Regions from separate parts of the Zea mays genome. Here region 1 is linked to region 2. Evidence: chromatin contacts called from public Hi-C data. All regions are on one chromosome and are shown on one strand. The core of a region is the stretch at or near the end of the contact, and the rest is flanking DNA. Distances in the headings are between cores, read along the strand shown.

Region 1 (3,464 bases), core at 240-2,739, 230 kb after region 2:
GATTTGATCTGTATCGAAGTCAGTATCTGATCTGTATTTTTATCTATATACTAAAAATTGGATATTTAGGATGTCGATATCCATTTAAATCTCTTGATAAATTTACTTAGGGAAAGCCCATACAATATTTTTTATTAGATAAAAGGGTAGATTATGTACATCTTCTTGCGAAGGTTACATCAACGAATTTACATGTGGGGGGGGGGGGGTTCTGCATTGTTTTGTAGCTAGGTCCTGGTAGAGGCCGCTACATAACATAGTAGTGTCATCTCCTCATTAACCATGTTTCTACGGTTTGGTACATTATGTGGAATGTTTTCGAACATCCAACATTTCTACACTTCTAGATGCACCATGACATTACTACAATGATTTCTAGGCTCCAAGAGATATTTAGGCCTTGTTCGGTTAATCCTGTTACCCATGGATTGGATGAGATTGAGAAAATTTAAGAAGAAGTTTGACTTGTTTGAGATTTAAACTCATCCAATCTCACTCAATCCAAATGGATTGAGAGCTAACCGAACAAGCCCTTAGTTGGCTACGCATGTCAGTGATTGTTGCATTATATCAAAGGTGTGTTGTGGAAATATATATCTATTGTCATATCTATTTAAATCTTATCTGATATAATTTGATAATATTCGTATCTGATTCAAATTCGGAGAGGAAATATGGAATCAAATATGAAACAAATAATATGTGTGTGTATCAATCCCATTACATCCCAAATTCTTTCCGTCGTCTGTAACCAAAGTCAAAATACAGTAGGCATTAGTGAAAAGAGCTGACACGCTGCGGTCCACGTGTCTACAGCCCAATAAAAGCCCAAATAAAAAGATGGTCCAGTAGGTTAGATCCAAATATAATTTTTGAAGAAAGAAAAACAAAAGCCCAAGATTGTCGTTGGTGCCATTTGGGCCCGCGGGGTCATTTCTGTTGCCTGTTGTTGTGGCCGACGATTCGAGTTCATCGTCTTTGCACTGCACGATCTTTTGTCTGCTTCTTTGCTCTGATTTTGAATCTAACTTCTTCCCAGATCTCGTATGGCTGCCTGTGTCTGCGACTTCATGTGATCATTTCGAATGGCCTCCCCCATCGACAGTGCGATGGATAGTGTGAGCATCTTTGGACTTCGATGACCAGACGCTGACGCACTGACAGAGTCACAGTTCATTGCGCACTGGACTCTCCCAGATCTGCTCTGATTCCTCATCAGTCTCAGGGCTTCAGCCAATCGTCTGCTAATTAATTTCCTTCCTGTTGGCATGTTCCATCCCGAATTAATCCCCACTTAATTTCTCCGCACATTCTCTAACTCTGAATCATTTCCAAATCAGCCAGTCTTAATTTCTTGCTACGCTTGGTGATTTTTTTTTTTTTGTTGGCATCACGCGCATCCACTTTGACGAAAGCTGGTAGAGTGACAGGTCTCTGTCTCTCACCTATTGGCACATCGTTTCCTCCGTTCTGGAACTGGAAGTTGGAAGGTGAAGTTATCTTGGACAACAGCAGCACAAGCGAGCTGTGGAGGAGGTGGAGGTGCAGCCATGGCGCACCTGCTGCTGCACGGCACTCTGGATGCGACCATCCTGGAGGCCGACCACCTCACCAACCCCACCCGGGCCACCGGCGGCGCCCCCGGGATCTTCCGCAAGGTAAATCAGTCCAAGATCGACCCATATCTTTTCTTCATCGCAAATGCTAGCAGTAGCTTCCATGCTTTGCTTCGTCCCGATTCAAGATTCTTGTACTTACTTCGTCTGATTCGTTCGCGCCGCGCCTGCAGTTCGTGGAGGGGTTCGAGGACTCACTCGGGCTCGGCCAGGGCTCCACGCGGCTGTACGCGACGGTGGACCTCGGCCGTGCGCGCGTGGGCCGGACGCGGGTCATCACCGGCGACCCCGTGAACCCGCGCTGGTACGAGGTGTTCCACATCTACTGCGCCCACTTCGCCTCCGACGTCGTGTTCTCCGTCAAGGCCGCGCAGCCCATCGGCGCCACGCTCATCGGCCGCGCCTACCTCCCCGTCCGGGACCTCATCGCTGGCCAGGAGATCGAGCGGTCGCTCGACATCCTCGACGCCAGCAAGAAGCGGCTCCCGCACGGGCCCAAGATACGCGTGCGCCTGCGGTTCCAGGACGTGTCCGCCGACCCCCGCGGGTGGGGCCGGGGCGTCGGCGGCGCGCGGTACCCTGGCGTGCCGTACACCTTCTTCTCGCAGCGGCCCGGGTGCAGGGTCACGCTATACCAGGACGCGCACACGCCCGACGCGTTCGCGCCCAGGATCCCGCTCGCCGGAGGCCGCCTCTACCAGCCGGGCAGGTGCTGGGAGGACGTGTTCGACGCCATCAGCAACGCGCGCCACCTCATCTACATCACCGGATGGTCGGTGTACACTGAGATCACGCTGTTGAGGGACGGCAGCCGGCCGCGCCCCGGCGGCGAAGCCACTCTCGGCGAGCTCCTGAAGCGCAAGGCGAGCGAAGGAGTGCGGGTGCTCATGCTGGTGTGGGACGACCGCACCTCCGTCGAGTCCCTCGGGATGAAATGGGGGTTCATGAGCACGCACGACGCCGAGACGGCGGAGTACTTCCGCGGCAGCGGCGTGCACTGCGTGCTCTGCCCCCGCAACCCCGACGCCGGCAGCAGCGCCGTCATGGGCGCGCAGATCGCCTACATGATCACGCACCACCAGAAGATCGTCGTGGTCGACCACGAAATGCCGGCGAAGCGCAGCGACCGCCGCCGCATCCTCAGCTTCGTCGGCGGCCTTGACCTCTGCGACGGCCGCTACGACACGCAGTTCCACTCCCTGTTCCGGACTCTGGATACAGCGCACCACAAGGATTTCCACCAGCCCAACCTCGCCGGTGCGTCCATTGACAACGGCGGGCCGAGGGAGCCATGGCACGACATCCACTCCAAGATCGAAGGCCCAGCCGCATGGGACGTGCTCTACAACTTCGAACAGCGGTGGAGGAAGCAAGGGGGCGGCATTGATCTCCTCGTCAACCTCAAAGCTATGGCGGACCTGATCATACCGCCGTCGCCAGTGATGTTCCCGGAAGACCAAGATTCATGGAACGTGCAGCTATTCCGCTCCATCGATGGCGGCGCGTGTTTTGGCTTCCCTAGCACCCCAGAGGCCGCAGCTCAATCTGGCCTTGTCAGTGGCAAGAATAATGTCCTAGACAGGAGCATCCATGATGCCTACATCCACGCCATACGCCGTGCCAAACACTTCATCTACATCGAGAACCAGTACTTCCTCGGCAGCTCATTTGCGTGGAAAGCCGACGGCATAAAGCCAGAGGAGATTGAAGCACTGCATCTTGTCCCAAGAGAGCTCTCGCTGAAGATTGTGAGCAAGATTGAAGCTGGCGAGCATTTTGCAGTCTATGTCGTCCTGCCAATGTGGCCAGAAGGCCCTCCTGCTAGTGGGTCGATTCAGGGTATACTGG
Region 2 (3,194 bases), core at 152-2,651:
GTCATTAATTAACATATAACTATATATTTTCTTGTTGTATAAGAAATTAGGAACTATAGGCATTCATACACGATTATTTCGCTTATTCAAAAATTGAACCAAGTATTCATTTTTTTAGCATATAGTAGACCATAGCATAATATACGCAAGAGTTGGAGCCCTAAAACTTTGGAGGCCCTGTGTGATCAGTCCATATGCGCTGGGCGATGCACGGGGCTGGCTATTACTAAATTAAACTGAAAAAATGATGTTCTTCTCCTCGCCAAACTCATTGATTAAAATCAACTAGTCATATGCACATGCATTGCTACGGTTTATATATATAACATAGGATAAATTTGTTTTAATAAAGCACAAAATATATGTTTTTATTGATTAGGTATGTGTGAATGTGGAGCCAGCAACCAAGGTTCAAACACTCACTTATACATAATTTTAACTTATTTTTTACATAAACTCTTCTATTATAGTAGTAGAGAAGAGATTATAGGAGTGCATGTTGATTCTAAAAATGTATGGTTTTTTTAAAAAAATATTAACATGGGACGACTGTTGAAACCGATGCTTTAATATAGTAAAGATGTGACATTAAATTAAGAAACCAGTCTTTTTTTGTTGCAAAGATTAATGTCAATGTTGTACTCCCCCTATACATTTTTCTTCTACGTATATGTTCTCGGCACAGTGACCAAGTTAGGAGGAAACTTGCTTCGTTTTTTTATGTTAAATGGGATGTCACAATTGTTGGGCCCATGCCTGCATGTAGCTAGCAACTGACTGTAAACAACTCAACGGTCAAGCAGCTGGAATGTCTGCACGCAGTACTCCGCACACAGAGACAGTAGTGAAAAGACCACCTACGATTCCCAATGCGGTTGGCGACAAAGAAAACTCGAAATGTGTTTTTCTCGTGGATACTTTCATATTTAACTCAATCCACGTATACTAAAATAGACTAAATTATAACTTAAACTAATTTACAATACAATCTATCTCAATATACATTGATTAAGGTGAATACAAGAGTATTCAAACAAGTCCTGAAGAAAAATGGAGGAATGGGAGTAATTTAATTTCCTCCAACCTATTGTGCAATCTCTAACGGGCGACAGAAGTTATATTCAATGTGTCACCAAATACATAATCCACCAATGGGGTAAAGCGGCGACTTGGCATTGTTGGACGCCAAAGCAAGTTTTTTTAAAAAAAAACAAACAAAAAGAAGGTGTACATGGAAGAGCACAGATGACGGGGCGCAGAGGATCCGAGCAAAACTCCAATATTCTACATGTAGCCTCTTTTAAGAAAGTACGGGCATGACCAGAGCACGCTGGGGGCAGTGGAAGATTCGGCGCATAATCCGTTCCGGAAGGGGAATATCCAATGGGATATGTCAAGATCCTCTGCGCGTCCCTGTCCCAGCCTTCAAAGCCTCGGTCCTTCTCTGTCAGTTTCTCTCTAGTCTCCAGTACCAACCATTCAACGCAACTCCCCGCGCCGTTGTTTCGAAATGGCAGCACACGGCTGCCCAGCCACCGTATCAGAGGCCTTGGGGGCTTCACCTCAGTTTACTCCGTGTGCTGGGCATTCTTGCTTGCCGAAATACAGTGGTTCTTCTTGAGCTGGAGTTGATAATGTAGTAGCTCTCGTTCTTCCGAGTTCTCGTACGTGTGGCACACTCCACGTGGTAGTGAGTGTCTCTATCATTATCTTAAGGATTAAAAAATCTGTTCGGTAGCCGCCCGCCTAGATTTATTGAGGAAGAGGCCAAATCTGAAATAGATCAAAAAAAAAACCCAAGTGGCCACTTGTACTAACGGTCAAGTCAGGTGACATTGGTGAGTAGTAGCCAGAAAAGTATGAGATCCATAGCGCGGTCCACCTAAGTCGACAATAAAACATATCTGTTTGATGTTGACATCGACAAAGATGTACATGCTAATTCGTTAAGCTTTAGGTCCAGGTGGACGACCATTATATGGGGTCGTAGTGCTTTTACTTGTTATAATTGACCATAGGTGGTACGGACATGTTATTTAGACGTGTTTTTAGGTTTTATATTTTAGAGCATATATAGCTACAGTCATATAAATAGTTGTGATGATCGTATTAATGTTTATAGAAATTTGATAGGATAACGGGGTGGAGGTCTTTTTTTTCTCCTTAGCTAGCCGTGGTTGTCTTAACCTCTTGTACTTTTCTTTCTTAACTACACTGTGTTGTGCTCTATCTCTATTCGGAAATCATGGTTTTGACCCGGATCGCCTACATGGTTACGCCTTTTTAATTTGTTGTTGTAAGAGATAAGTATGTGCCGTTTCGTTCATCAATACTAATGCGGCAAAACCGATAAACAATTGCAATGACGATGCACAGAGAATTATAGCTTTCCCATTTTCACCGCGGAAGAGGATTTAGGAGAGACAAATCCTCATCTGCTTACATATTTCTAGGTCGAATATTCTTCTTCGAATTCGAGATAATTGGATATTTGTCATTAGATTGAAATTGTTTCGTCAAATTACCATCCAGTTGATATTTCATAGACTCAGATGAACTCATAATTTATAGGCACATTGGCAACTATAACAACAAAGCAACGTTCTAAGTGTGGTAAGATACCAATTATTCCTTTTAGGAAGCGGATACCACATCATATATATATACAATATATGCACATATAGCTTACAGAAAACGTGCACACATCACCATGGATGGAGCCACCGAAGTCAAGAAAGGGGACCCAGATGTTAGCAGGAAGACTTGCCGATCTGAATCGATTTATCTCAAGATTAGCATAACGAAGCTTACCATTCTTCGAAGTGCTAAAGTCAGCAAAAGTATTTCATTGGGGACCAGCGCAGCAGCAAGCCTTCGAAGAGTTGAAGCAATAGTTGATCCAGCTAACAACTCTTTCCCTGCCATCGCCAGGGGCTCCTCTTCTACTATATGTGTCAGCTTCGCATTGCACTGTAAGTGCCACCTTGGTCTAGGAAAAAGAGGTAGAAGGGGTGAAAAAACAAATGACAGTATACTTCGTCTCCGAAGTGTTGGACCCATCAAAAAAATTACAGAAATGGAAAAGGTCCTCTATGCAATCCTAATGGTCTCTAGAAAGCTTCGGTATTACTTACAATCCCACAATATCATCATACCTTCGCCATAGTCCTTGAAAGATATCATAAGAAAGAGAG

The links. A called contact is a pair of places that touch in the nucleus more often than the background predicts.
Region 1: a Hi-C map of leaf shows a contact between it and region 2, with 9 times the contacts expected there. The contact joins the promoter of LOC100279815 here to the enhancer-like site in region 2. A contact is called at or near these places in 2 of 25 Hi-C or Micro-C datasets (endosperm and leaf).

Annotation. Positions count from the first base shown.
Region 1 is chr9:95,037,319-95,040,782 of Zm-B73-REFERENCE-NAM-5.0, forward strand. It overlaps LOC100279815 (phospholipase D family protein), which reads left to right and starts at 1,490. Exons shown (of 3, transcript NM_001152770.1): 1 at 1,490-1,658; 2 at 1,790-3,464. The coding sequence starts at 1,551.
Region 2 is chr9:94,803,875-94,807,068 of Zm-B73-REFERENCE-NAM-5.0, forward strand. No RefSeq gene overlaps it. Among protein-coding and RNA genes, the nearest start is that of LOC103638685, 20 kb to the right of the region's middle. Within about 2 kb of position 1,402, at least 18 of the 20 cell types and tissues checked have an H3K27ac peak or open chromatin away from gene starts, as enhancers often do. A contact at or near this core is called in endosperm and leaf, where this site is marked.